Linked DNA regions of Mus musculus: all the other regions are linked to region 5. The links are chromatin contacts, called in public HiChIP or PLAC-seq, Micro-C and promoter capture Hi-C maps. All regions are on one chromosome and are shown on one strand. The core of a region is the stretch at or near the end of the contact, and the rest is flanking DNA. Distances in the headings are between cores, read along the strand shown.

Region 1 (4,251 bases), core at 1,611-4,110, 1.3 Mb before region 5:
AAAAACAATTTTTTTACCATAAAGAATAATCTGAAATGTAAATAAGAATAACAGTGGTGTATGGGAATGTTAAGGTAGATAAAGGAAATACATTGTTGGTAAGGAGTTTTCAGGTAAGAATTATAGTATTTCAGCTAAGATTAGGAAAAATTAGAAGCCGGTAACAATGGATTGTTTACATCAGCATTCTAAGTCAGAGTGGAGTGGAAGGGACATTTCGTTCACAGACTTAGACATTTTCCCATTGTTATAATTCATTGACTTAGCTTGTATTATGTTTAGAGTAGCAGTAACCACAATAATTTTAGTATGCTATGCACCTGGTATAGCTTAGAGGATTTTTAATAATCAGAACAATCTTATTCAGTAAGTATATCCGAAGAAAGCGAGGCTTAGGGAAATGAAGCAACTCCCTAAAGTCATGCAACCATCTGTCTACAGTTGCCTACTATGCCGATAACTGAAGGGATTCTATACATCATGCCGCGTCCCCAGCCATACCGCCTCAGCTTCCCCAAGATGTCTATTTAAGCTTGAGCCACAGAGAAATTTCCGTGGAATAAAAGCATTTGTGCTTTGTTTTTTTGTTTTTTGTTTTGTTTTGTTTTAAGCAATTGTGTTCGGAGACAGAAGAAAATGTGGTGAGGTCAAATGAAGAGCCACTCCTAAGAAAGAGTTCCCGACGGTTCGTCATCTTTCCAATCCAGTATCCTGATATCTGGAGAATGTACAAGCAAGCACAGGCATCTTTCTGGACAGCAGAGGAGGTATGTGGCGTGGCCTGCATCTCACTCACCTTTGCCTTACAGAATAGTGAAATAGTTTTACTTGTAAGTATGGCTCATAATTAATGTAGATTATTAGTGCTCATCAATAATAAATATAATTAAATATTAATTAAATTAATTAAATATAAATAATTGTTAATCAACTTAAATTGAGCATAATTAGGTTAGCATCTGTAAATAAGTTTCTTGGTACAAGAACATGACAAGCTATTCTGCCAGATTCTTGTATTTGTTCCCAAGATCTTTCTGAAAGTCCATGGTCATGAGCCTCTTGTCTTTACTTCTAATATATTGCAGACCATTTTCTACTTCTTAAGATTTATTTTTTTTATTCTATGTGCATGAGTGTTTGCCTGCATATATGTGCACGTGCCGCATGTGTGCCTGATGCCCTGACAGACCAGCAGAGATTATTAGGTTCCCAGGAATTGCAGGTAGAGGTGGGTGTGAACTGTCATGTGAGTGCTGAGAACTGAACAGCCGCAGCCAATGCTCTGAACCATTGAGCTGGGTCTGCAGGCAGCCCACAGTCTTTATTTTTAAATAGGTTCTTGGTTCTCTATGACTACATGAGACCACTTTTGGATTTTTGTTTGTTTGTTTTTATATTCACTCATTTATGTGTTTGTGCAATTGAACTGACCTCATCAGGCAGCAAACAGCTTTACCTGCTGATCCATCTCGCCAGGCCTAACACCAGTTTATACTGTGGCCAGCAGAATGAACAGAGTTGCAGCTGTAGTTTTAAAAAGATGAAGGGTGAGAACCGGGCGTGGTGATGCACACCTTTAATCCCTGCATTCAGAAGGCAGAGGCAGGTGAGTCTCTGAGTTTGAGGCCAGCCTGGTTTACAGAATGAGTTCTGGGACAGCCAGGGCTAAACAGAGAAACCCTGGCTCCAAAAGAAAACAAGAACTCCAAAAATCTGCCAAAAGGGTGAAAACTGTGAGGACCCTGCACTAGCTTGAGAGACGGACCTGGCTGGACAAAGGTGCAGTTGTGTAAGCAGTTTGACCATCTCTGCAGGGCATTCAACTATGAGCCTGCCAGGCTGAGTTCACAATCTAGCTCTGCCTTCAGCTGCAGCAAACCAGAGGCAACTGCCCCAGCAGGCAACTGCTGATCACTTACTGGAAATGTAACTGTTTCCACCTTCAAAGGGAGTTGAACACACAAGTTACATAATTCTTGCTGGCTTAATAAGAACAATTTAGTCATGCAAATGATTACTGTATAATTTAATTAAATACACAGGTAGTTATTGTCTTTATTATTTAATTATTTCTTATTGTTCATGATATTGACATAACATCCTTACGCTGTATATGAATCAATAAGCATCCCTATCTCTGGTGAGCTGTATCCATGTGAATAAATATCATTGGATCTGTATGCCTGTCAGTCAAAAGACCAAATGTGGGCTAGCGAGATGACTCATTGGGCAAAAGAACTTTCTGAACAAGCCTGATGGCCTGAATTTGATTTGTGGAGTCTACATTAGGAGGAGTGGACTCACTCTTGAATTTTCTTCTGATCTCTACACATGTGTTGTGGCACACACATGATCTCTTTCTCTCACCCCACCTCTTATACACACATGAATGTGTACAATAAATAAATAAATAGATAAATAAATAGATGTTTATCTATGGAAACAACACTCTGTAAAGAGTGCAGGGTCTGAGGCCAGGCTGCTTGAGTATAAAGCCTGCTCTGCCGCATATTATCTGTGGAAGTAGTCCTCATTTCTCCTTGCATTTTCACTGCTAAATCAGGCTAAATATATATAACACATTGGGTTGTTTTGAGGATCAATGAAATAGTTACAATCATATTTGACACTTGGTAAGCACTAAATAAATGTAAACTATGAGTTCATACAAAGAATGGGGAATTTTTAACCTAAAAATTTAAAAGATACCAATGTCTGAAATTTCTTTTACACTGTTTTTGGATATTTGTCTACCTTTGTTATATTGTCAAAATTATTATTATGTATTATAGTTGACATACAGACCAAAACACCCAACTGAAACAAGTATTCAGTATGGTTTGCACACCTGACTTTCCCTATTTGTCTGTGGTTTTTAGAAAACTTCTGTTAGATATGGTTCAGAGAACACGTAGAGCACACAGTTGATCTTTTGTTTGTCATGTTTTTAAAAGGTACCCGTGTGTTTGGGTTTCTGAAAAATTCATTGGAAATTAATTGCTTCTTTTTGAAACTGTAATAAATGTCTTGTAACCAAGAAATGCTAATTAAAAATTAAAACACAGAAGTTGGTATGGATTTTACAGGAAGCTTCAAATACATGTTTGAAAGGAAGTCAAAGATATTTTTAGTCCCACATATTAAACAAATTATGTTAAAAAACAATTAACTTTATATTCTAATTTTTAAAATCAGTGGTTGAATTTAATTCCCAAATATTAGGCACTGACTCAGAAGACAAGAATTTTTTTTAAAGCTAGTTGGGCATTTCCTGTAGTCAGCTTTTTTGTTACTATGACAAAAATACCTAAGAAAATAAAGTTATATAGTAATTGTGCCACCACTAGCAACCAAGCCTTTACTTTAAGGCATGGTTCTATGGGGAACAGCAAGGCTCTAAAACTGTAGCAGCAGCAAGTGAAACTGTAGCAGCAGCAAGTCTGGAGTTACTATGTAGATGATGAAACTGTAGCAGCAGCAAGTCTGGAGTTACTATGTAGATGATGAAACTGTAGCAGCAGCAAGTCTGGAGTTACTATGTAGATGATGAAACTGTAGCAGCAGCAAGTCTGGAGTTACTATGTAGATGATGAAACTGTAGCAGCAGCAAGTCTGGAGTTACTATGTAGATGATGAAACTGTAGCAGCAGCAAGTCTGGAGTTACTATGTAGATGATGAAACTGTAGCAGCAGCAAGTCTGGAGTTACTATGTAGATGATGGGATTGAGGATGAGCTCAAATGAGAGAAAACCAGCACAAGAAATTCTGTGTTTCTAAAAGAGTACATAGCCATAATTATATAACAGTATAAAGTAAAAGTTATGGGGCATTTTTCAGCTCGGTGTTTAAAGAGGCAAGTTTAATATTTAAGACTAGACATATTGCAGTATTAAATTCACTGCCAGGAATCCCCCTGACCCTATTGTATCTCCAGAACTTAGCAACTGGCATGTATTGAGTGCTCAGTGAACACTTAAAAGTATAGCAGGAAAAGAGTTAAGGAGACTGAGGTTTTGTTAGAGTAATGAAAAGGAGAACAAAACCAGCTGAGTTTACAAAGGACAGTTATAGTTTCAAATATTAGTCATATTATTGTTAAACACACTTAGAGATTTTTATAGGACAAAACAATAGCTATAAGAGCTGTGCATTGTTTTGTCTTCCCCAAATTTGTAAGTTGAGTTATTAATTCCCAGTGTGATACTGTTCAGAGTGTGGCAGTGAAGGTGTTTGGCAATGAGGATATTGAT
Region 2 (4,254 bases), core at 383-2,882, 1.5 Mb before region 5:
CAGCACTAAGGTGTTTGGGCTCTGGAATCCTTATGCAACAAGGACTTTTTTCCACCTCTCCTAGACAGGGTTTCTCTGTGTGTATTCCTAGCTTTCCTGAACTCACTGTGTAGACCAGGCTGGCTTGGAACAGAAAGATCTCTGCCTACCTCCCTGGAGCATTGAGATTAAAGGTGTGGATCACCACTGCCGGGCTAGCCAGGACATCCTTTGCCTTAGAGTGAGGTGTACTGTACTTGGAGCCATTGGCAGTATAAAGCAGTGCACACAATATGTTAAAAATCTTTCATTATGTGTATGAACTGCTGTGTGCCTGACACATCTTTTTGCTTGACATACAGTATTTAGACCCAGTGTATAACAAAATGCTGTAACTGGGTAAATAATTAAGGCCACTTGGTTAAGTAGCAGAATCAGGACTGAAATTCTACTTTGTCTGACTCTAGAACCAGCAGTGTCCATCACACGGACTTGAGGGGAAAAAAAAATCAAAGTAGCAATTACAGGATGGTTGGTAGTCATGGGATGCAGCGCTTTCAGTGGCTTAACTCACTATTAATTGACTGACACAAGGTCTTACTGTGTAGTTCTAACTGGCCTGGAACTCTTAGATCAGGCTGGCCCACAACTTAAGATGTCTGTCTGCCTCTGTCTTCTGAGTGCTGGGACAAAGGTGTGCATCATTGACCAGCCTTGAACACTTTGTAGTTTATCTAGGTGAAAACTGGAGCTGATGGCCAACTAAAAATTATTCCTTATCTGTCTCATGGTGTACCCAGTAAATCTTGATATCTAATTTTTCATGTATTCTCAAAAGAACTTCCTAAACTAAAGAAGAGAAGAAAACTGCTCTGCTGTGCAATCATTAATGTTGTATACCCGATTTAACGAACGACTGTTACAGACTGGAGAAGAGGCTTCATGCTTTCAGCGGAATTCGATATTTCGAAAGGATCACAGAAAACTTTAAGAGGGAAACTGTACCGGTTCGGGAGTGAGGGTACGCGGAGGAGGAAGAATTTCATAAGTTGTAGTTCTGATACCCCAGGTCACAAGAAATCTCCCTACAACAGATGCATATCATCTTTCATTAAAGTATACACACACACAACCACCCCCATATAAAAACCACACGAATAACTAAAAAGTGGAAATTTCCACGTTGCACGATGGTAGTGCTGATGAAAGCTGCTACACAGTCACTTCCAAGATCCTACTATCAGGTTTTGATAAGGCTCTTACGTAACTGCCTGCCGTAGGAAGCGGAGCATCTCTGGTTCCTCGGGGTACATTTCTCTTAAGTATAAATGCGGCTGGAGGACGAGAAACAACAACAAGCCATTCGCATATGCACAACCATTAGGGATCCGGGAGGAAAAGAAACCCGGCGCGCGTGCCCTTTCGCCCGGCTTCCCGAGCACGTGCTCTCTGGAACACGCCGCCCCGCCCCGGGGGGCCGGGCTCGCGGCCCAGCGCGCCAATAGGCGAGCACCTTACAGCACCGTGGCCCGACAACGTTAAGCGGCCCAATCGCTGGGGCCCGGCCGCCCGTTTCCCGGAGCCCCGCCCCGCGCGCAGAGCCCCGCCCCCGCGGCCCCGCCCTCCGCCCCTCCCCCGCCGATCGGCGCCCAGGCTGCGAGACGGAGAAACTGGGGCAGAAGTGAAGATGGCGGCGGCGGCGCTGGCGGCGGCGGTTCGTCGCCAGTGACGCGCGCTGCGGGCTGCTGTCCCTCCCCGCTCCCCGCGTCCGCCGCGTCCGCCCCGGCACCTCTCCACCCGCCGCTCGCCGCGCTCCGGGCTGCCCTCGTCCGTGCGCGCCGTGGCCGGCCGAGCGGGCGGCGCGTTGATCCGCCCTCCCGCCCGCCGCGCCGGGCCGCCGGGCCGCGGACACACGCTCGGCGGGGAGGCGGCGGTCCCTGCGCGCTCGCGGCCCTCCGTTTGGGGACCGGGAGGAGGAGGCGGTGGCGGCGGCCGTGGGATCCGGGGACGGGAAGGGGATCGGGGGGCCGGACGACAGCGGGAGCGGCTCGTTCCCGGGAGCGGGGCGCGCAGGCGGTACCATGACGTCCATCCATTTCGTGGTCCACCCGCTGCCGGGCACCGAGGACCAGCTCAATGACAGGTAATGGGGCGGGGGAGGGGCACCTCCCTCCTTTTTCCCCTCCCCCACGGCCGCGCCGGGGGCCCTACCGCCCCCTGTAGGCCCGGTGTGGGCCAAACTTGGGAGCCTCGGGCCGCGGGGCGGGGGCCGGCGCGGTGTGGACGCGGCTGCGGTGTAGACGGCCCGGCGCGCTGCCCCCTCCCCCTCCCGCGAGGAGCCTCGTTGAACTCGGCGGAGCCGGGGGCTCCCGGCCCAGGCCCGAGGAATCCATATTAGTCAAAGTTGAATTGAGACAGACAATGCGGATGGGGGATGGTGGAGGTGGAAAAGAGAGGGAAGAGGAGCGGCGGGTTCGGGGGCTCCCGCGAGTCGTGTCCCGGGGGCTGGGTTTCCCCGGGGAGGCGGGGTGGGGGTGGGGGAGAGATTCCCGGCAGACCGCGGGTTGGGAGGGGGAGGAGGGAGGGAGCGCCATGATTATTGTTATTATTATTAGATTTGAGCCCCTGCAGTGAGGTTGACTGCCCCGGGAGGGGAATGAAGTCAGGCGGGGGTTGGGGAAGTGGATTGGATTCCCTTTGCTCTCCTTCCTTCGCCTTGGTACTGCCAAACTGCTCCTGGGCCCCTGCGGTGAGAGCCTTTTTGTTTCCTTTTTTATTCTAATGATAGTGTTTTCTGGAGTTGTAATTTGACAGCTGAAAACCGTGAGTGGAGTGTCAAAGGAAAATTCTTCGGTTTGCAGTTCGCAGTGCTGCTTAACGCGCTGTGAATTTCTGGGTTGGGTTTGTTACGGGCAGAGGAGGAATTTTGATTTAAAATATTTGAAAAATCTCTTAAGGCTGTTTTGATTTGGATTTTTTTCCCCTTCGCTCTGCCACTGTGTCTTACCACTTTAGGATATTGAATTGAGTTGCAGGGCCACATGCTCACTGGGACCTAAGATAAAGCAGGAAAAAAAGTCCCTGTACTGTTGCAAAACAGACTCGGAGGTTGAGGGAGGCCTCCATTAAAGCATGTCTTGAGATCTAGGACTCACATCTAATGATGGGCCAAATGTTTACAGGTCGGAAAGTGGATCGTTTTAAGCTTCCTTCTCCCCGCATACGTCGCTGCTGGCCCATATTTCTTTTGCGTGTGGAAGGCCATCAAGTTTAGATTCAAGGTGTAATTTTTGCTAAGTGACCGGGTGACTTACGTTGTGTGACGCCCAGTTTGTCATGCTCTTCCCGGAGAGAGGAAGAGACCTAGCTTGGCCTCTAATGTGTGAGTGTTACCTTTACCTTGGTCTGGCAGCTTTTAGATCCTGGGCTGGCAGTCTAGTTTCTGGCTTGGGGTGGGGATTTGTCTAATCTTTACTGTAGCCTATTGTTTAAATACATGTTTGTAAAACTCAAAATGCCTGTTGAAAAGATCAACTACGAGCCGGGCGTGGTGGCGCACGCCTTTAATCCCAGCACTCGGGAGGCAGAGGCAGGCGGATTTCTGAGTTCGAGGCCAGCCTGGTCTACAAAGTGAGCTCCAGGACAGCCAGGGCTATACAGAGAAACCCTGTCTCGAAAAACCAAAAAAAAAAAAAAAAAATCAACTACTTGGAGTTGTCTTATAGTTAACAATTTTTTAATTTAAACATTTTGTTATAGGATCCTTACTCTGACTTACTTTCATTAGAGATGCTTACAACTTCAACAGAAGGCTTGGGGGGGGGGTGTAAATCTTAGAATCAGATTAGTGGGGAGGAAAGCTCTACTGCCATTTAGAGAAGTGTGTTGGTCATGTTTGAGTCATTTTGCTTGTAACTTTGAAATTTGCACCAGAGAAGTAGGGCATGCTTTTTGTGGTGGTCCTAACTTTATGTACCAAGAATTTTAGTGTATTTATTGAGAGTGCATGCCAAGATCTTAGTCTTTGTGCTACCAATCTTCTATTTATTATTTACTTATGTAGGCAGAATCCTGGCTGGCCTAGAATTCACTACGTATCTGTAGGATAATGACCTTGCACTTCCTACCCTACTGCCTCTACCTCCCCAGTTCAGTGATTACAGGCCTGAGCCACCACACCCAGTTTACCTGGGGAATAGAATCCAGGGCTTCCTGCTTCCAGACAGATACTTTACTAACTGTCCTATATCTCCTGTGTGTGTTGGACCTTTTGAA
Region 3 (4,133 bases), core at 1,131-3,630, 1.3 Mb after region 5:
TGTGAAAGCAATGTTTTCCACTGTGTCTAAATCATTACCGAAGTTGGCAGATTTGGAAGGAAAATAAATAAATAAAGTTTTTTTCTCAATTTATTCTTTAAAAAATTTACTTCAATGTTAATTATTCTTAGACAAGTTCTATTTTTAATCATGTTTATTTATTGATTTTGGGGTGTATCTTTGATATGTTTGAGTACATGTGTGCACACATGTGTGCATGTATGAAGGCCAAAGGACAATTTTCTCCTCCCACCTTGTAGGTACTAGGAATTAGAGTCAGGTCACCAGGCTAGATGCTACACATCTCTACCCACTGAGCCATCCTGCTAGAACATAAATTGCTTTATTCTTGCATTAATGATGTTTGTGACTTAATTCTTTTAATCTTGCCACAGAAATGTTCATTTCTTTCTGAAGCTTAAAAATGATATCTTATCATATGCCTCCGTACAGGGGAATGCCAGGACCAGGAAGCTGGAGTGGGTGGGATGGGGAACAGGGCAGGGGGAGGGTATAGGGAACTTTCAGGATAGCATTTGAAATGTAAATGAAGAAAAGATCTAATAAAAAGGGTATCTTAAGTATTAATCTCATCTCTGAAAAATATTTGGAACATTTTTATTTAACATCCATTTCTGCTCTTATAATGTAGAGAAGTAGTATACAACTTGGCAAATAAATTTCATTAGACATGGAAGATTATACTAAAATCCCTACATGTGTTGCTGTAGATATATGATTAATGTTAAAATTTCAGTAAATGCAACACTAAGAAAGCATTGTAGAATGACTACCAAATGAAAAATTATTAGGACCAATTTTAGCAAGTTAAGTAAGTGTGAGTGTGCGCTCAAACATGCCCACATGTATTTTGGTACATGCATATATGAATGCATATACATTTATGTTCATGTGCAAGTAGAGGCCAGAGATTTATAGCAGGGTTTCTCACTCAACCTGGAGTTTGCAGATTTATTTAGTCTCACTGGCCAGCTTGGCCGCAGCATTCTTTACCCCCACTTCCCAGGACTGCTGGGATTATGAGGGGGCTGCCACTCCTGCCAGCCTTGTTACATGGGTACTGCAGATCTAAACTCCATCTCTCACACTGTGCAGCCAAACAGGCTACCCACTGAGCAGTTTCCCTAGTTCCAATGAGCTATTTTTGGATATCTAAATTTTACTTGCTTTTAAACTTTATAATATGTTTTTTACTTAACTTTATAAGGGATTTGCATGAATTCATACTGGATTGTACATGTTGGGTTCTGTCATTTAGTGATACCATTCAAGGCACACAAAGACACTGACTGCTGACTGTGCGGAGCTTCCGTCCTTTAGGGAGAGTGGGGCTCGAGCACACACTCCTCTTACACACCTGGAACACGATGAATGAATGCACTAGGGAGAAGAGCACAGGGCATTAGAGAATTTAGTGGTGGGAGAGATTAGAGAACTTTAAAGATGTAGCATTTAAGTCAGGCGTTGAGGAGTGAATAGAATTTGCAAAGAGATGAGGAAGACATAAATCTCATTTACTATCATGTGTTTATCACACCCACTAAAGTTCAAGCATGTAGGGTACTGTGTTCATTACCTCACTTGCTGGTGTGATACATTACCTCTCAACGACTCTCAGGTTCAGAAGGAAGGTCCATCAGGGCCAGGAAGCTGTAACAGAGGTCCTGGCAGCACGCACACACAGCTGCCACTCCTCACGTCTGGAGGCCAGGAAATACTGACGCTCCCCTTTCCCTTGTGCGCAGTCTAGAACCCCAGCCACCTCCACTCAGTCATTGTAAGTCTCAGATAAACTTCTCCAGAAATGCCGTCATAGACATACCCAGAGGTCTGTCTCCTAGGTGACAGTAAGCTCAGGAAGTCCACAGTGAAGATTAATTCCCTACAGGAATAATGCTACATCTATTAAAAAGATGTATAAATATATTCTCTTCACTTATGAAATTGGAATCTATAAGGAGACATATCCAAATGCTAAGCAAAGAGCTGCATTCCAAATTTATGAAACTAACAGAACAAAGAGCAGAAGTAGCCTCTGGAGAGTGGTGTTTGCTTACTGTGGAGGACATTCTGACGGTGGTGGACTCGATTTTTTAATCAGAGTCTTTGCAACATTTTAATCAGTCATTTTCTTCATGATATCCTTATCGAAGTAAGGTGGCTATTGGCTAATTTGAAAAGAATGAGATGGGGAAACTTCAACTTAAAATGTACTGTTCAAGTGGTAAATATATAAAAGAATATATTTCTAGCCCTATGTGACGGTCTGAATGAAAATGGCTCTCATATGCCCACAGGAAGTGGCACTGTTAGGAGGCGTGGCCCTGTGGACGTAAGTGTTGCCCTATTGGAGGAAGTGCTTCACTAAGGGGTGGGCTTGGAGGCCTCAGAAGCTGAAGTCAGACCTAGTGGCTCACTGCCTCTTCCTGTCTCTCAGCCCCTCTCTAGCACCATGTCTACCTGCAGGCTGCCATGCTTCCTGACATGATGACAATGGACTGAACCTCTGAAACTGTAAGCCAGCCCCAATTAAATGTTTTTCTTCATAAGAGTTGCTGTGATCGCGGTGTCTCTTCACAGCAATAAAACTCAAACTAAGACACCAAATCTGGCGGCTGTGCCCTGGCGCTGTCCTATACTTCAGATATAAACTAGAGCTGTGAGTGAGCCTTATGTTGCTGCTAGTAAAACAAACAAGGTATCTGCTTCAGACAGTTCACTGCGGATCTTGGTGAGGTTCATAAATAATGCTACACAAATTTAAGGTCATTTGCTAAATAGATTTAGTTTCCAATGTAATTTTCCTAAGCTATTTAACCTAATCTAACCTTACCAAAGAGAAAGACCTATTTAACCTAGCTTTACTTTATCCTTGTTTGGGGGACAGGATCAGTAGACTTCCACTACCAGACACATGTATACCGGGTTGAAGCTTTGTGTTTAGCAGAGCCTGGGAAGATGCCTAACTCGTTAACATCTGCTTGAACCATAGCCATTGACCCACCCACAAAAAAAAAAAAAAAAAAAAAAAAAAAAAAAAAAAACCCTAATCATACAGATCTTAAGTTTAATGTTTTGAGGTCCTGACGTGGTTAATTTTGGCCAGAACAACATTATCTCCAAATCATGCTGCAATAGGGCCACTGGGAATTTTCTTTGAAATGGAAGCTATGCTAGGGAATTATGCACGTACACATTAGAGTAAACATTAACAGATGACAGGTTTCTTCATGTCCCATGAATTCTGTCATTTATAATCACTGCCAAATAATTGTTCAAAATGACACAAATCACTTTGAAAACCGAACTCTGGCTCTGTTTGCTTTAATGGGAAACCTATCCCTCTGAGGCTAGACCACATATAACTGAGGCGGACCCATGATTTACACAGGACTGGGGGCTCTATACTGGCCACAAGACATCAGATTTGGAGATTTCTTCTAATCTCTGATCAGAGTTTACACACTAGTCTCCATTAGAATTTGGCCCTGCATTTAAGCATGGCAATAAATTAAATAATTCATTTCATCTTTGCATTATTTCTCTAACAGTAGATTAGCAAATGATTCAACGAAACCCCAATCATATAATTTTGATAGTCTGATAAAGGCTATTATTATAAACAGTATTGTTATAAATGTTTTGAAAGTTTATTTATAAATTGGATTGACTTTGCCTGGTTCCTAGGTTACTGACATGTGATCTCTCAGCAGTAAACAAAAAAAATGTATTGTAAAAATCCTTATTTCAACAAATTATGCCAAATCTTAATAGACATTTTGTTCCAGAGCCTGAAGGATTTTTAATGAAGTCTATTACCTTTATTAGTAGCCAAGAACTGAGAGTCCAGCCTTTCCACTTCCTTTTAAAATGCGAGGTCCGCAAACCTGAAATTTTCACTTTTACTTTTCAATTTTGAACTGACATTCCAATCTGGGAGGGGAAGGAGGAGATGTAAAGACACCAAACACTCGAAGGTACCCCAAAGTGGGATCTCGCTGCTAAGAGCAGCAGCAAGCTTTCTTCTACAGGATCCAGGACTCTGTCGCCCTTTCGCATCCCGGCTGCGAATTCGTCCCTGCAACGCCTCCTGCCGGTCGGAAGCGCAGACG
Region 4 (4,228 bases), core at 151-2,650, 1.9 Mb before region 5:
TCCTTTTTCCAGACAGGGTTTCACTACGTGTAGCTCAAGCTGTCTAGAAACCAGGCTAACTTTGAACTCAAGAGATCCATCAGCTTCTGCCTTCTTATGCTGGGATTAAAGGCATGCACCACCTCATCCAGCTAGAAAAAGGATTTTAAATATAAGGGGAGGGGGGAGGCTACATCCGTCATTTTACTTTAGTAATAAAAGTTTATTAAATAATAGAGAATAGAGAAAAAACGGCCGGGCAGTAGTGGCGCACGCCTTTAATCCCAGCACTTGGGAGGCAGAGGCAGGCAGATTTCTGAGTTCGAGGCCAGTCTGGTCTACAGAGTGAGTTCCAGGACAGCCAGGGCTATACAGAGAAACCCTGTCTCGAAAAACTGAAGAAAAACAAAACAAAACAAACAAGATTAGAGAGAAACCCTGGTGTGGTGGCACGTGCCTTTAGCAGGAGCACCTAGGAGCACCTATATACCAGGCAGAGTTCAAGGCTAGCCTGGTATATAGAGGGAGTTCCAGGACAGCTTGGGTTGCACAGAGAAAGCCTTTCTGGAGAAACAAAACAAAAGAATAAAAAAAAAGAATGACTTCAAACGAGAAATGCAGAGGATTAAAGAGATGTGCCTTTAAGTCATGTAACTTCAGCAACACTGGCCCCGCTTTAATAGGGCTGGGTCTGACTGCATCAACCCTTTTTGAAAATGAAGACAAAGAAAGAAAAGCCACATTTAAAAAAAAAATCTACTGCACCATATTGCAACATGCGAACACGGAGGAACATTCTGGTACGATCAAAGCCTCAGTAACCACACCGGACTGGTTCTTGCTGGCCACGGGGAACTCATTTTCATAACGGAGCTCCGCAACCCATGGAGAGGCGGGAACCTCTCCCTCGGAATACAGTCCCCGGGCATAGTATACAGTTGTTACATAAACTAGTGCACCGAGAAAGCCCCGTGATGGCGCACACCCTCCTCTCCTAAAATACTGGAGTCGGTAAGCCGAGGACCCAGGACGGTCCCGAAGGCTGCCGTCAGCATGGACTAGCTGCCGGCTCACAAAGCGGATCGTTGGCTGCTAGCGTGGCGCGCAGGCGCCGCAAGGGCGAGGGCGCGATCCGCGATCCGCTGGGCCGCGCGCCCTCTGCCCCGCCTACGAAACTAGCAGCCCGCTGGGGAGCGGCTGCAGCGCGAGGGCGGGAAGCGAGCGCCGGGCCAGCACCTGCCAGGCCCGGTGGTCCCGCCCTTCGGCCCCCTAACTGCACAAGGCTGTCCTTCCCCTTCCGCCCCTCCCACATTCCCCGGCGGCACAGGCCCCACCCCCGTCGTGCGGCCGACCGGCCGTCTGTGACGTCAGCAGCCCCCGCCCCCCTGAGTATAAATACTGGCGTCTCTGGCACCGCCTTCCCACACTCTCTGGCTCAACTCTCGCCGCGGTGTTTCCGTTTTTCTCTCTGGTTGTCTCCTGCTCTGCTCTTCTCATCCTTCTCGCTCTGCTGCTCTGCGGAGTGACGAGGCTGAATCCTCTCCCCACCCAGTTCGCGCCTTTCTTCTTTTTCTCGCGCCGCTCCATTTCTCCAGTTCGGCTGCCGCCGCCACTGCTGCTCAGCTGGTGTCGGTGCCGCGCGTTTCCCCCACGTCGTCCCCGCAGCCTATGGCCCAGGCCGCCTTGGGTATTTCTGCTCAAGGTAACCACATCCCTCTTTAAAAATTCCGCCGAAAAAGAGAAGACGCTTTACCCGACTCTTTGGGCCGTTATCTCACGTGAGTACCGGACTTAGGGGCGCGGGAGGGTCCGGCGCCTGGGCTGGGCCACGCCGCCCTCGGTGTCCCCGCAGTGCCCCGCAGCCGGCGGCCTCGAACATGGCGGCCGGCGGCGTGTGTGGCGGCTGCCGGTGGCCCGGGCGGCGGCCGGCGCCTCGCGACCCAGGGCGGCAGCCGACAGCCGCGGTTGAGCGAGGGGGCGTGTGCGCGTGGGGCCGCGCTCGGGGGCAGGCTGGCGGTGGTCGCTGTTCCCTCTCGGCGGCATGCGGCCCCCACCCCACTCCCGTGGTGCATTGCTGTTTCCGGGGAGGGGGTCCGGCGGCAGCCTGGAGGGCTGGGGGTCCCATCGCCCTCTCCCTGTCTCAGTGCCTGCAGGGGGTTGTGGTGCGGAGTGGACGGGCTGCGGCGGCCGGGGCTCCGGGTTATGAATGGAGCGGGGCGGGCCTCGAGCCGGCATCTGGTGACAGCTGGGAGGAGGCTGGATTCTTGCGGGCGGGAGAGGGGGTGCGGAGTGCGCGCTCCCCCTCTGGCGGTGGAAAGTTGACCTCACTCGGGGCCGGCGGCGGGGAAGCCCCGGTGTCAAGTAGCAAGCGAATAGGCCTTTGGCCCTTTCTGGAAACCTCGGCGCTGCTGACCCGCCCCTGCGGCTCTCCTGATTGGGCCAAGTCGCTTTCACTTACCCCAGTCACCTCCTGAAGCCTGGAGATTAGTCACCATGGCTTCGTTTTCTGGTCCTAGCTGTGATCGCGGGGCAGAAAGAGGGCGAAGGGTAGGTTGATGCGGCTTATCAAGGACTCTGTTGGCTGCCAGCGGTTAGTAGTGTTTAAACGTTTTATGGTATTAAGTATCATGAACGTGTGTTACTGGCTGAACGAAGCAAGCAGTTTACACTGTTTACAGCCTCAGGATGTTTGAACAGATTGAACTCAGTTTTGTGGTGGATATCTTAGGTTGTTCTTGTCCTGTGGTGTTTTACCATTAATATATGCACAGCCTGGGTGAGAGCTGATTAACTTCCTCAGGAAAGGACTATGAGAACTAGGCCCGACAGGAAAGCAAGCTTGGTACCAATAAGCCCCGAGGAATTCACAGGTAATAAGTAGGAAAGGGTGTTTACATAAAACTGTAGGTTATAAAGATAAATGAGTAATCAATTTATTTCTCTAATGTTTTAGTATGATTCCCAACAATGAACTCAGAGTGGTACCTTCAATTTAGATTCCGCAGCTAACATTTTACTCTACTTACCTTCCAGCCATCTTACTAATTCTGCATTACGGACATCAAAATGCTTCATAGCTCTAACTTGAGTATTTCCATACATTAAATACAGTCCCATTCTCTAATTTTTAGAAATTGGCAGTAAAATTCTCATTATTTATTTGTACTGTTTGATTAGATTTTGTTGTTTGTTTGAGACAGGACCTCACTTTGTAGCCCAGACTTGAGTCTGATTTTCCTTCCTCATCAGCCTGGTGCTAGGACTCCAGGCTCAGGACAAGTTTGGCTTGTATTTAGTACGTTTTAGCAAAGTGATGCCAGGTGTTGTTACACCTGTAATCCCAGGAAGTTCTTGAAGCTAGCTATGGTCACATAAAGCAAAATCCTGTGTGCAAAGAGAGGAGAAAGAACTTTATAATCTACATCTAGGTCAAGACAGAACATTAACATCCTCATCTAGCCCTCCTGACAGGTCACAGCAGTTCTTGTGAGGCCCATCTAGCCTTCCTTTTTTTTTTTTTTTTTAAATCAAGGGACTTAAATGGAATCAATTGATATGCATGCTTTTGTGCAAAAGGCTTTTATTTAGCATATTTTATATGTTAATAAATTGTTTCTGGTAGTCCATTGTGTGTATATGTATATGCCTGATTTTAAAAAACTTTGCCGGGCAGTTGTGCATTCCTTTAATCCCAGCACTTGGGGCAAGGCAGATCTATGAGTTTGAGAACAGCCAGGGCTGTACAGAGAAATCCTGTCTAAAAAAAACAAACAAACAAAAAAAAAACAATTTTTTTTTGGAAAATCTGCAAAGATAGCAGAAACATTTGTAAAGATATTTCGAAGAGGAAAACAATTTTGAGGAGTGTCAAGGTGGAGCTAGATTTGTGGTTGGTCAAGTGATTGCCTAGAATCTCCAGCCCTGGGTTTGATTTCCAGCACCCTATAAACCAGGTGAGAAGCACTTCTGAGATCCTAATCCTCACATTGATTGTAATCCCAGCATTTGGGAAATGGAGGCAGGATTTCACCTCTTTGGCCCCAGAAGTGTTTAGGGCCAGCCAGCCTAAGGCTGCATGACCTTTCTGCCCATCTCCACCTCCCTCCCAATTTACACAGGTCATTCTAAAGGAGAGTAATTTTTCTTTCCTCTTTCTTCTTTTCTTTTTTTCTTTTTCTTTTTCGCTTATTCTAGACAGTTTCAAAATTGCACAACTATCCTGTAACTCACTCTGTAGTTCCAGCCTGGA
Region 5 (4,191 bases), core at 1,473-3,972:
TACAAAATAGATCCGCAGCTAAAACATGTGTAACAGTTCTTTCTGGAGGAAAATGAAGGTAAGACCTGGGAGCTATAGAACACTCAGCCCTCATTTAAGTTAGTGCTTGCTAAATGCTTGCTCTCTGACAAAGTAGACCATTTCCCCCTACTTCTGCCCTTTACAATCATGTCTTCATGGGGTCCATTAGAAGACATATGCTAGAGACATATGCTCAGTGGGTAGCAGCACTTGCTCTCCCAAAGAACCCGAGTTTGATTTCCAGGACCCACACTAGGCAGCTCACACCCAACTCTATCTCCAGCTCCAGATCTGATACCCTCGTCTCACCTCTGTGAGCATCATTCATGTGTGGCATACACTCACAAACACACACTTTTTATTTTTAAAGGTAATCTTTTCTTTCAAGAGGATATGTAAAAAACAGTAGGTAAAGGTAGTGATTGTACCTGGTTTTAACTTTTGCTGCCATCTTTGCATATTACAACGGTCTTATGTTCATGTCCTTGGAATGTGTGCTCAGAGGAATATTGCAGGAGTTGGTTCTTACCTCCCATCATGTTGGGCCTGGGGAATCCAACTCAGGTTAGGCAGGGCAATAAACACCTTCACTGAGTTATACTGACAGCTTTCTCAAAGGCCTCTTCCGTTTTCATTTCGTTTTATATTGCTCTTTGCCTAGGAGCTTAAGTACTAAAATGATGTTGTTTTCTTTTAAACACTAACAATGGAATTTTCACTTTCATATTTTGAAGAAAAATTTTAGAATAGATTCTAATAGTAATATCCCACCTGATAAAGTGCTGGGATTCGATATTCACTACACCTTCAGGTTTATATTTATGGTGACCAGAAAAACCATTATTAACGTCCTGAGGATAAGAACTTTGCTTCGTTATCTTTACTTTAGGGTACCCAGCACACGATGGACATTCAATGACTATACTAATGGATTGATTTTAAACTACTTTCCTAGTAGACTGAACGGTGGTGTTTTGATGAATTATTGTTTTAACTAGAGCCTTATTTGAGTAAACAGATTTAGATTACATAGCATAATGTGTCTTCCTAAAGAACAGCCTTAAGCCGGGCAGTGGTGGTGCACCCCTTTAATCCTAGCAATTGGGAGGCAGAGGCAGGCGGATTTCTGAGTTCGGGCCAGCTTGGTCTACAGAGTGAGTTCCAGGACAGCCAGAGCTCCAGAGAAATCTTGTCCCGAAAAAACAAAAAAACAAACAAACAAACAAACAAAGAACAGCCTTAAATGATACTCATGTGTTAAGCATACAACATATTTTTCAAAACTGTTATCTTCCATCAATATGGGTGGGGAGGTGAAGATGGGGGAGAGGGGACAGCATCTGTGTAAGAGTCTCCGGACTTAAATTCTAACTGAGAAGAGTTATAACTAATTTACACTAGGCAATAGGCTAGGCTAACGATCATTGAAGAGCTGAGCAGTCATTTAACTTCTGACACCATTAACGGTAAAAATAGTACTATTTGCTTCACTTCCCACACATCATTGTCAAAGGATGTTTATAGAGGACTTCAAAAACTGTAAAACCTACTAAAGTGGAGTTTTTGGGTTGATGTAATGTCATTTCTACGAGTTGATATATTTGTGCCTATCAATCATTTATATTAATCCCCAAACCCTGGCATCCAAGAGCTAGATTAGGGTGGCCCTGACCTCAGAGATCTGCAAACCCCTCCTGCCTTTCCAAAGCTGGGTTAAAGGCGTGGGCACCACGCCTGGTGAAGTGGGTTAAAAGCGTGGCCAACCACGCCTAGTTAAGCAGGCTATCCAGGTTTGTTTGGGTAAGAGTGACAGATACCGAGTAATTATGAGAAACGCATACTTTAAAGGAAAAAAAATTTTTTTTTCGAGTCCTTTTTACCACTGTAAAAAATGTAGGAAGTGGCTAAGTGATTCCAACAGAACATCTTAAGCGCCAGACTCCCAACTGCCTTTATCCCATCCCCTCCCCTCCCCCTCGTCGGGGCCGCGGACCCGTGCTGGGTCACGCCCGGGACGGTTGGGGTCCGGTTGAGGTCAGCCAGCCCGCGGCCGTTGAGAACTCCAGCTCCCGGCAGGCACCGCTTCCGCGGCCCACGCGCGTGGCGGCGCTGCCCGCTGGGACTCGTAGTGCGGTCCGGGTAGGAGAACGAGGCAGTTACCCTGCCTCCTTCCGCGCACACCTAGGAAACCCGGCCGGCAAGGCTCACGCCCGCCCACCCGTTTCCAGCGCCGCTCGGGGGTGGGGGGCTAGCGAAGCAGAACCTCAGCCGGGGCGGAGGGAAGAGGCCGCCACTAGACGCGCACGTGGGGGGCGGTTGGCGCCCAGAAACCCGGAAGCCCCGCGCGCTGCCCACCCGCTGCGCTGACGGGTTAACGCTCTTTCGGGCGGGGGCGGGGCGTGTGCGCAAGGGGCGTGACCAGCGGCCGCGCCGAGGCCGCCCACTGGCCGTCCCGCCCTTTCCTGGCTTTGCGCAGCGGGAAGTCGGCCCCTGGCTGTGGCGCCTGCGCAGAAGCCCCGCCCCGCCTCGGGCCCAACCCCCACGCCCGCAGCAGCGGCAGCCGCCGCCACCTCTCCCTTCCTCTGCGCTTTCCTCCGCCTCCTCCGGCGCCGTCGCTCGCGTAGGGCCCTGGCGTCAGACGCGCGTGGGCGGGGCGAGTGCGGCGGGGGGTATAAGTAGAGGGTGCAGGAGGCGGTGCTTCCCCTTCTCCCCGGCGGTTAGTGCTGAGAGTGCGGAGTGTGTGCTCCGGGCTCGGAACACACATTTATTATTAAAAAATCCAAAAAAAATCTAAAAAATCCTTTGAAAAAACCCAAAAAAAATTTACAAAAAAATCCGCGTCTCCCCCGCCGGAGACTTTTATTTTTTTTCTTCCTCTTTTATAAAATAACCCGGTGAAGCAGCCGAGACCGACCCGCCCGCCCGCGGCCCCGCAGCTCCAAGCAGGAACCCAGAGACCGAGGCCTTCCTGCCGCCCGGACCCAGCACCGCCAGCCTCGCTCCCCCGGTTCCACGGCCGTTGAGTACGCGTCGATTCCGGTTGAATTTTGTCCCTCTGCGCTCGCCCCCGCTCCCCTCCCCCCGGCTCCGTCCCCCGGCCCCGCACTCGCTCTCCTCCTCTCACGGGAAAGGTCGCGGCCTGCGGCCCCGCGGGCAGCCGTGCCGAGATGAACCCCAGCGCCCCCAGCTACCCCATGGCCTCTCTGTACGTGGGGGACCTGCACCCCGACGTGACCGAGGCGATGCTCTACGAGAAGTTCAGCCCGGCCGGGCCCATCCTCTCCATCCGGGTCTGCAGGGACATGATCACCCGCCGCTCCTTGGGCTACGCGTACGTGAACTTCCAGCAGCCGGCGGACGGTGAGCGGCAGGCCGGAGGGTGGCGGGCGGGCGGCCATGCGGCCGGGGCGGCGGGCCTAGCGGGGCGGGCGAGGGGGCGGGAGGGCACGGCGCCGCAGCCCCTCGCGGGCCGGCACTTCCTCCTCTGCGACCATTTTCTCGCCATCGGTCGCTCTCAAACTTTAGGGCGATGACGCGCCCGGAGGGTGGTTGAGATAGCCTTCACCGCGCTCCCGCCACAAGCTGTGGGATTCGGGGGTTTCGAGTACCCTCCTGGAGCGGCGGGTGGAGGTACCCCTCCATCCCCTGCCCTGGCCCGGCAGTCAGGCCGGGGAGGAAGTACGATTCAGTGTTGGGAAATACCACGTGTTGAACCCTGTAACCTCACAGGCCCGAGGCCTGTTCCTGCCGGTGGCTCAATCGCTGGGAGGAGCCCTAGGCTTTAGAAGAAAGTTAAATAGGGTGATGCCTGGTGGTGGTGGTCCTTAGGGTCGTAAGCTCGTTCCTAATAGCACATCTCTGACCTGTGGACCAGGAAAGGCACCTTATACCATATATAATTGCTTGGGGTTTTCCCTAGATGAAGTATTCTTTAACCATGCCGTGGAGGAGGGGATGTGGAAGACTCTAGGGCACCAGACTCCTTGGCTCATTTTCAAACAAATTAGATCTTAAGTTTAATAGAAGTCGTTATTTAATGTATACATATGTATATTTTTTCTAAAATAGCACCTGTGGTTATGAATTTTAAACATGTTGACCAGTTTTGGTCCTAAATATTAGGGTAACCTGGATCAAATTATGCTGAGTTAATAGCATCCAACTAATGAA
Region 6 (4,572 bases), core at 1,344-3,843, 1.7 Mb before region 5:
GGCTGAAAAGTTGAATGAGTAGCTGGAGACCCCTAGCTCATAAAGGGGTAGCCTTTTATCTCCCGATAACAATAGACAAAGGTAATTTATTTAAGTAGGGATTGTTGTGATCTTAAGTTTAAGCATGGCATCTGGGCTCTGGAAAACAAGTTGTGATGTGGGTGGATGTCCTGGGATTACAGACAGAAATAGCTTCGTGCAAGCTAGAGGTGAAACACTGAGCCAAGTGCCTGCCTGGTGCCCATTAGCCCAGTACTTGGGAGGCTGTGGCAGGAGGGTTGTCTAGGTAGCCAGGGCTACACAGAATTTGTCAGCCAGCCAGGGCTGCATAGTGAGACCCTGTTACTGAAGACAAAATGGGGGGAGGGGGGTGAAGACAGGCAGACAGAGTACCTTGTAAAACAAACAGTAAGTAGGTGTTTCTGAGGCAAAGCTGTCTAGAGCTGGGGACTAACTAGATCTCACTTAAGTTTTTGAGGGAGGGAGGCAACTGTGGCTAGACTGGCAATGATCACCCCTTAAGACCACAAAGAAAGAGGAGTTTTAGATTTGGCGATATTAGGTCTGAAGTGCCTGGGGAAGGCTTTCTCTGAATCTCCAGGTCACCACTACCCAGTTTCTCCTACCCCTTTCTCTCCTCTTTCCTGCTGTGATCACTCCAAGTCCCAAACGCTCCTTACAACTCAGCCTGCAGAGTGGGTGTGGGGGCACCACGCCAGACACAGGGTTCAGGCTTGGTGGGTCTGGCTGTGACCTCTCCCGGAGGCGGCTCCCTGACAGGAAGGCAGGCAGGCAGGCCTGCCACTGGGCACACACAAGAGCTTCCTGCGCTGCAGCAGGTGCCCAGGCCAGCTGCTCCAGCCCTTCAGACTCAGATCAACAGGATGGGCCAGCCCAAGCGGAAGGAAGCCTGCAGGGAAGGACACTCCTGCAGACAGAAGCAGGGCACCGGGTGGAGAGAGGCAGGAAGAGCTGCCTGGGTTGCTGAGTTGGCGCTCCTCCAGCGGATTCAGAGCAGGCAGTGACAGGAGGCCATTCAGTCATCTTCCCCCACTCCCACCCCCACCCAGGGCTTCTCTGGCCCACGTTATTATCATTACATTTGTTGCTGGCTGGCTTTAGGTATACCAGAAGGAACCATCAGATAGATGTTGGTAGAGCTGGAGGCCTCTAAAACAAATTCCCTCCTTTACCTAGTCTGTGGTGACTGAGAAAGGGCACCTGCTTTAGCCCTTTTAGCCCAGCAGGCTGAAAAAGCCCACAGGAGGGCAGTGACTTTTGTCTCATGATCTGCCTGTCCCAGGGAGAAGATAAAAATCTCTAGTTTGCTTTAAGCCCCGTTATCACTCCCTCCGGCTCCAACAGCTGCCGTGAACCCGCACAAACGGGCGAGGGGGCGGGGCAATAGGGCGCCAACGAGGAGCCAAGAGCTCTCAGACTAGGAGGCTACAGCCTCAGCCGGGCTGCTGCACCCACAAGCTGGCTTCCCTAAGAAGCTCAGCTTGCCCTCAATCCCTGGAGCGGTGGAGGGGGCAGGGACAGGAACTCGATGTTTGACCGGGTCAGGAATCCCACCTGCAAGCATGCTTTCCTCACCCCATCCCCTCAAGCGGTTTCTTGGTAGGGCGTCGGCGAAGACTGTGGTCCCGCGGGTGGGGGAAGTGGAGTCCACCTTGGAAATAGCTCGAACATTGTATTTTAAACTTCAACTACATCAAACTCAAACTCGATTCTGCCACCGAGCGTCGGGTCTGGGGCTCCCTGCCACGCCACTAGCTCTTTGGTACCGGCTTCCCTTAGTCCCCACTCCAACCGCCCAGAAGGACGGGAGGGACGCGCAGAGGCGGGCCCTGCTGCTAGTGCCTGTGCTGCAGATGGGAGGACGAGCCAGCGCCTGCCGCCTTGGGCGTGGGCGGTGAGTGCGAGCAGGTGTCTGTTCCGTGACAGGGCTCCCGCCGCCACCATCTCGCCCTGGTTCTCCCCAGTCCTCCGGCTTAGAGTGACAAAACCCGGCAAATGCTCAGAAATGCCGCTCAGTGGTTCATCCATCCCTTGCTTCCACGCAAGACCCACGAGAACCACGCTGCCAAAGAACGTCTGGTGGCTCGGAGCCGCGCTCGCAGCCTCCGCCTCCGCCTCCTGCTCGGGGTCCCGCCCACTCCCTGGCGGGCCCAGACGCTGTGGGCGCGAAGGGGACTGGGCGGAGCGGGCTTCCCTTCCCACCCCCCACGTGGGGCCGGCTCTCCGCAAAGCCTAGTCGCCGCCACCGCGCCTCCCAGCTATGCCCCGCCGCCGGCGCCGCCCCCGGGCATGGGCGGAGGACTGAAGGCTAGGGTTGGGCGAGGGGCGTCACGGAGTCAGGTGGTCCCCGGAGTTCCCCGGGGCTGGACCGAGGGAACACGGTGCCTCGGGTTGTGTACACGCTCCACTGACAGAGCCTCTTGCAGCCGGGCAGCCGCTGATCACGCGTGGCTCTGCCAGCTCATTGGCTGAGGCCTCACACACCTTTGCCGCTGATTGGTCGACACTAGGCCCCGCCCTCTACCCCGCCCGCGGCGCGGGGCAGGCAGAGCGGCTACCTGCACGGGGAGGGGGGCAGACAGCGCGGAGCGCGGTGGCGTCGACGTCTAGTGTCTCAGTGCTCCCGTCTGTGGCTAACTAAGCAGCCAGCAGCCAGGCAGCTCGCGACCTGCGGCCAGGCAGCCAACCATGCTCAACTTCGGCGCTTCTCTCCAGCAAGCTTCGGTAAGTTACCTGAGGATGCTGGTCCTTTCCTGCCGGTCAGTGTAGGGGAGCCAGCCGGAGCGCGAAGCATGAGCCCCTAAATAAGCCACGCCTGAGAACCCAGGCTGCAGCGGGGTCTTGCAAGGGATTTCCTCCCTGCAGGCTGGAATATCATCGAGGGCATGTGCAAAAAAAAAAAAAAAAAAAAAAAAAAAAAAAAAGGGTCGGAAGAAGCCTGGGACCTGGACCAGGGGAGAGCGATCCTGGGTATCCAGGAGACAAGGAGGACTCTCAGGGAGACCCCAGGAGACGAGTGAGCTGGAGGGGCTGTCTCCCTGGAAGCGCGGTTTAGATGGAGGGGGCGCCCTGCACCTGGCTCTGGCGGGAGATGCCCCTGTCTGCACCAGGAATGCGACCCGGGGTGACAAGGACTACTCACGGTCTGCCTAGCCGAGAGGAGGGCGCCTGCTCTTCGGGGGAGGGGGAAACCCTGCCAGGTGGAGACCGCGGGGCTGGGCTAGCCCGGGGCTGGGGGAGGGGATGGCCGGCTTCGCGCGGGGTATGGAAGGCACGCGGACTCTGCGGCCGCCAGGGGAGCCGCGGCGCCCCCGCAGACGTCGGGAGGGGACTCCCCATCCGAGGCGGAGGCAGGTGGCTGCCTATAGATTACTCTTGGCAGGGGGCAGGGTCCTGCCTTGGAGCCCGACAGCTTGGCGGGGGAGTCGGGACCGCGAGACGCGGGGGCCGCGTGTCGAGGCGGGAACCGTGGGGCCGCGCGCCTGGAGCCCGTGCTGTGGGCGCCGCACGTCTGGGAGCCTGCAGAGACTGCTTGCGGGGGCTCAGGCTGCCGGAAACAGCAGTCGGACGAATGCTGCAGATGCGGGTAGGCTGAGGTCCCGCGGGCCGAGTGGGCGGAGTGCCCCAGGCTCCGGCCGCTCCCCGGAGGCGGCGAGCAGGAGGAGGGCGGCGGTCGGGCTTCCGCGGGGACCCGGCCCCACCTCCCGCAGCCGAGGCGGAGGCCAGGGATGGGCGGCGAACGGGTGCACCCGGGGAGCTTCTCGTCCCCGAGTGACCCAGCCCCGGCCTCCGCCAGGGGCGGGAACGAGGCCCGGCCCTGCTGTCGGTTCCTAAGGGAACCGCGGCTCGGAGGAGGTGGAAGGGGCGGGCGACTCGGGAGCCGACACCGCCCAGCCCTCGCGCCGCCCGGCGCGCACTGGCGAGCGGTTGGCGGCGGCGCCCGCGGCCCCTCCCCGGCCGAGCGGGGGCGGGGGCCCGTGCTCAGGAAGTAGGGGAAAGGTGACGGCGCGGCAATTCCCAGTTCACGTTTCCTGCGCCGCCCGGAGCAGTCGCTGATCACGCTTTGTTCACATGCCTCGCCCCCTCCTCCTCGCGCCCCCACCCTGCCCGCCCAGCCAATCCGGACGCGGGCCGCGGGCCGGCCGGCCAATGGCAGGGGCGGGGCGCGGGGACGTGCGCGCGGCGGGCAGTGTTCCCGGTGACTCACCCGCCAGCCTCATTGAGGTTAGGGCGGCCCCATCGGTCGGTCCCCGCCAGCGAGGATCTCCCCCGCCGGCCTCCCGCGCCCCGCCCCGCCCCGCCCCGCCTCGCTTCTGCCTCCACCCGGCTTCCCTTTCCTGCCTCGCACCAGCTCTTCGCTCCCTCCCGGCTTCCCCTCCCGGCTCACATTCTTCACCCCTGGCTGCCTTTTTTCCCACCCCTCTTTCTTTGAGTTGGTGACTATAGGCTTTTTACACTTACAGTCTTCATCCATTGCAGCTTACATAAAGGCGCGAACGATTATGCAATTACATTGTTAGTGATGTTTCAAGAACCGTGTCTTGTTTTCCC

The links. Promoter capture Hi-C pulls out the DNA fragments that hold promoters and counts their contacts. Hi-C and Micro-C count contacts between places; a contact is called where the count stands out from the background. HiChIP or PLAC-seq counts read pairs in DNA pulled down with a chosen protein or histone mark.
Region 1: a contact with region 5 is called in an H3K4me3 HiChIP or PLAC-seq map of pro-B cells, with 4 times the contacts expected there. The contact joins the enhancer-like site here to the promoter of Pabpc1 in region 5. A contact is called at or near these places in 4 of 39 promoter capture datasets (the 3T3-L1 cell line, hippocampal neurons, liver and 1 more), 1 of 115 datasets of contacts at active chromatin or transcription factors (pro-B cells) and 2 of 9 other capture datasets (adipose tissue and liver).
Region 2: a promoter capture Hi-C map of pre-B cells shows a contact between it and region 5. The contact joins the promoter of Ubr5 here to the promoter of Pabpc1 in region 5. A contact is called at or near these places in 4 of 39 promoter capture datasets (hippocampal neurons, liver and pre-B cells), 1 of 484 Hi-C or Micro-C datasets (muscle stem cells), 3 of 115 datasets of contacts at active chromatin or transcription factors (astrocytes, embryonic stem cells and extraembryonic endoderm stem cells) and 2 of 9 other capture datasets (adipose tissue and liver).
Region 3: a promoter capture Hi-C map of hippocampal neurons shows a contact between it and region 5, with 7 times the contacts expected there. The contact joins the promoter of BC048602 here to the promoter of Pabpc1 in region 5. A contact is called at or near these places in 2 of 39 promoter capture datasets (hippocampal neurons and liver).
Region 4: a contact with region 5 is called in a promoter capture Hi-C map of pre-B cells, with 6 times the contacts expected there. The contact joins the promoter of Azin1 here to the promoter of Pabpc1 in region 5. A contact is called at or near these places in 3 of 39 promoter capture datasets (embryonic stem cells, liver and pre-B cells), 3 of 484 Hi-C or Micro-C datasets (all in embryonic stem cells), 3 of 115 datasets of contacts at active chromatin or transcription factors (astrocytes, embryonic forebrain and extraembryonic endoderm stem cells) and 2 of 9 other capture datasets (adipose tissue and liver).
Region 6: a Micro-C map of embryonic stem cells shows a contact between it and region 5, with 11 times the contacts expected there. The contact joins the promoter of Klf10 here to the promoter of Pabpc1 in region 5. A contact is called at or near these places in 2 of 39 promoter capture datasets (liver and pre-B cells), 1 of 484 Hi-C or Micro-C datasets (embryonic stem cells) and 2 of 9 other capture datasets (adipose tissue and liver).

The regions. Positions count from the first base shown.
Region 1 is chr15:37,950,115-37,954,365 of GRCm38.p6, reverse strand. It overlaps Rrm2b (ribonucleotide reductase M2 B (TP53 inducible)), which reads left to right. Exons shown (of 9, transcript NM_199476.1): 2 at 612-767. Among named protein-coding and RNA genes, the nearest start is that of Rrm2b, 8.8 kb to the left of the region's middle. Within about 2 kb of position 2,860, at least 7 of the 459 cell types and tissues checked have an H3K27ac peak or open chromatin away from gene starts, as enhancers often do. A contact at or near this core is called in pre-B cells and pro-B cells, where this site is marked.
Region 2 is chr15:38,076,232-38,080,485 of GRCm38.p6, reverse strand. Ubr5 (ubiquitin protein ligase E3 component n-recognin 5) reads left to right here and starts at 1,632. Exons shown (of 59, transcript NM_001112721.2): 1 at 1,632-2,122. The coding sequence starts at 2,061.
Region 3 is chr15:35,326,782-35,330,914 of GRCm38.p6, reverse strand. BC048602 (cDNA sequence BC048602) reads left to right here and starts at 2,380. Exons shown (of 3, transcript NR_045280.1): 1 at 2,380-2,535. Gm33584 (a long non-coding RNA gene) reads right to left here and starts at 1,925. Exons shown (of 3, transcript XR_383923.3): 1 at 1,623-1,925; 2 at 1,312-1,401.
Region 4 is chr15:38,516,438-38,520,665 of GRCm38.p6, reverse strand. Azin1 (antizyme inhibitor 1) reads left to right here and starts at 1,400. Exons shown (of 12, transcript NM_018745.5): 1 at 1,400-1,757.
Region 5 is chr15:36,607,504-36,611,694 of GRCm38.p6, reverse strand. It overlaps Pabpc1 (poly(A) binding protein, cytoplasmic 1), which reads left to right and starts at 2,722. Exons shown (of 15, transcript NM_008774.3): 1 at 2,722-3,381. The coding sequence starts at 3,189.
Region 6 is chr15:38,298,732-38,303,303 of GRCm38.p6, reverse strand. It overlaps Klf10 (Kruppel-like factor 10), which reads left to right and starts at 2,593. Exons shown (of 4, transcript NM_013692.3): 1 at 2,593-2,745. The coding sequence starts at 2,710. Gm35248 (a long non-coding RNA gene) reads right to left here and starts at 4,557. Exons shown (of 3, transcript XR_001781645.2): 1 at 4,483-4,557.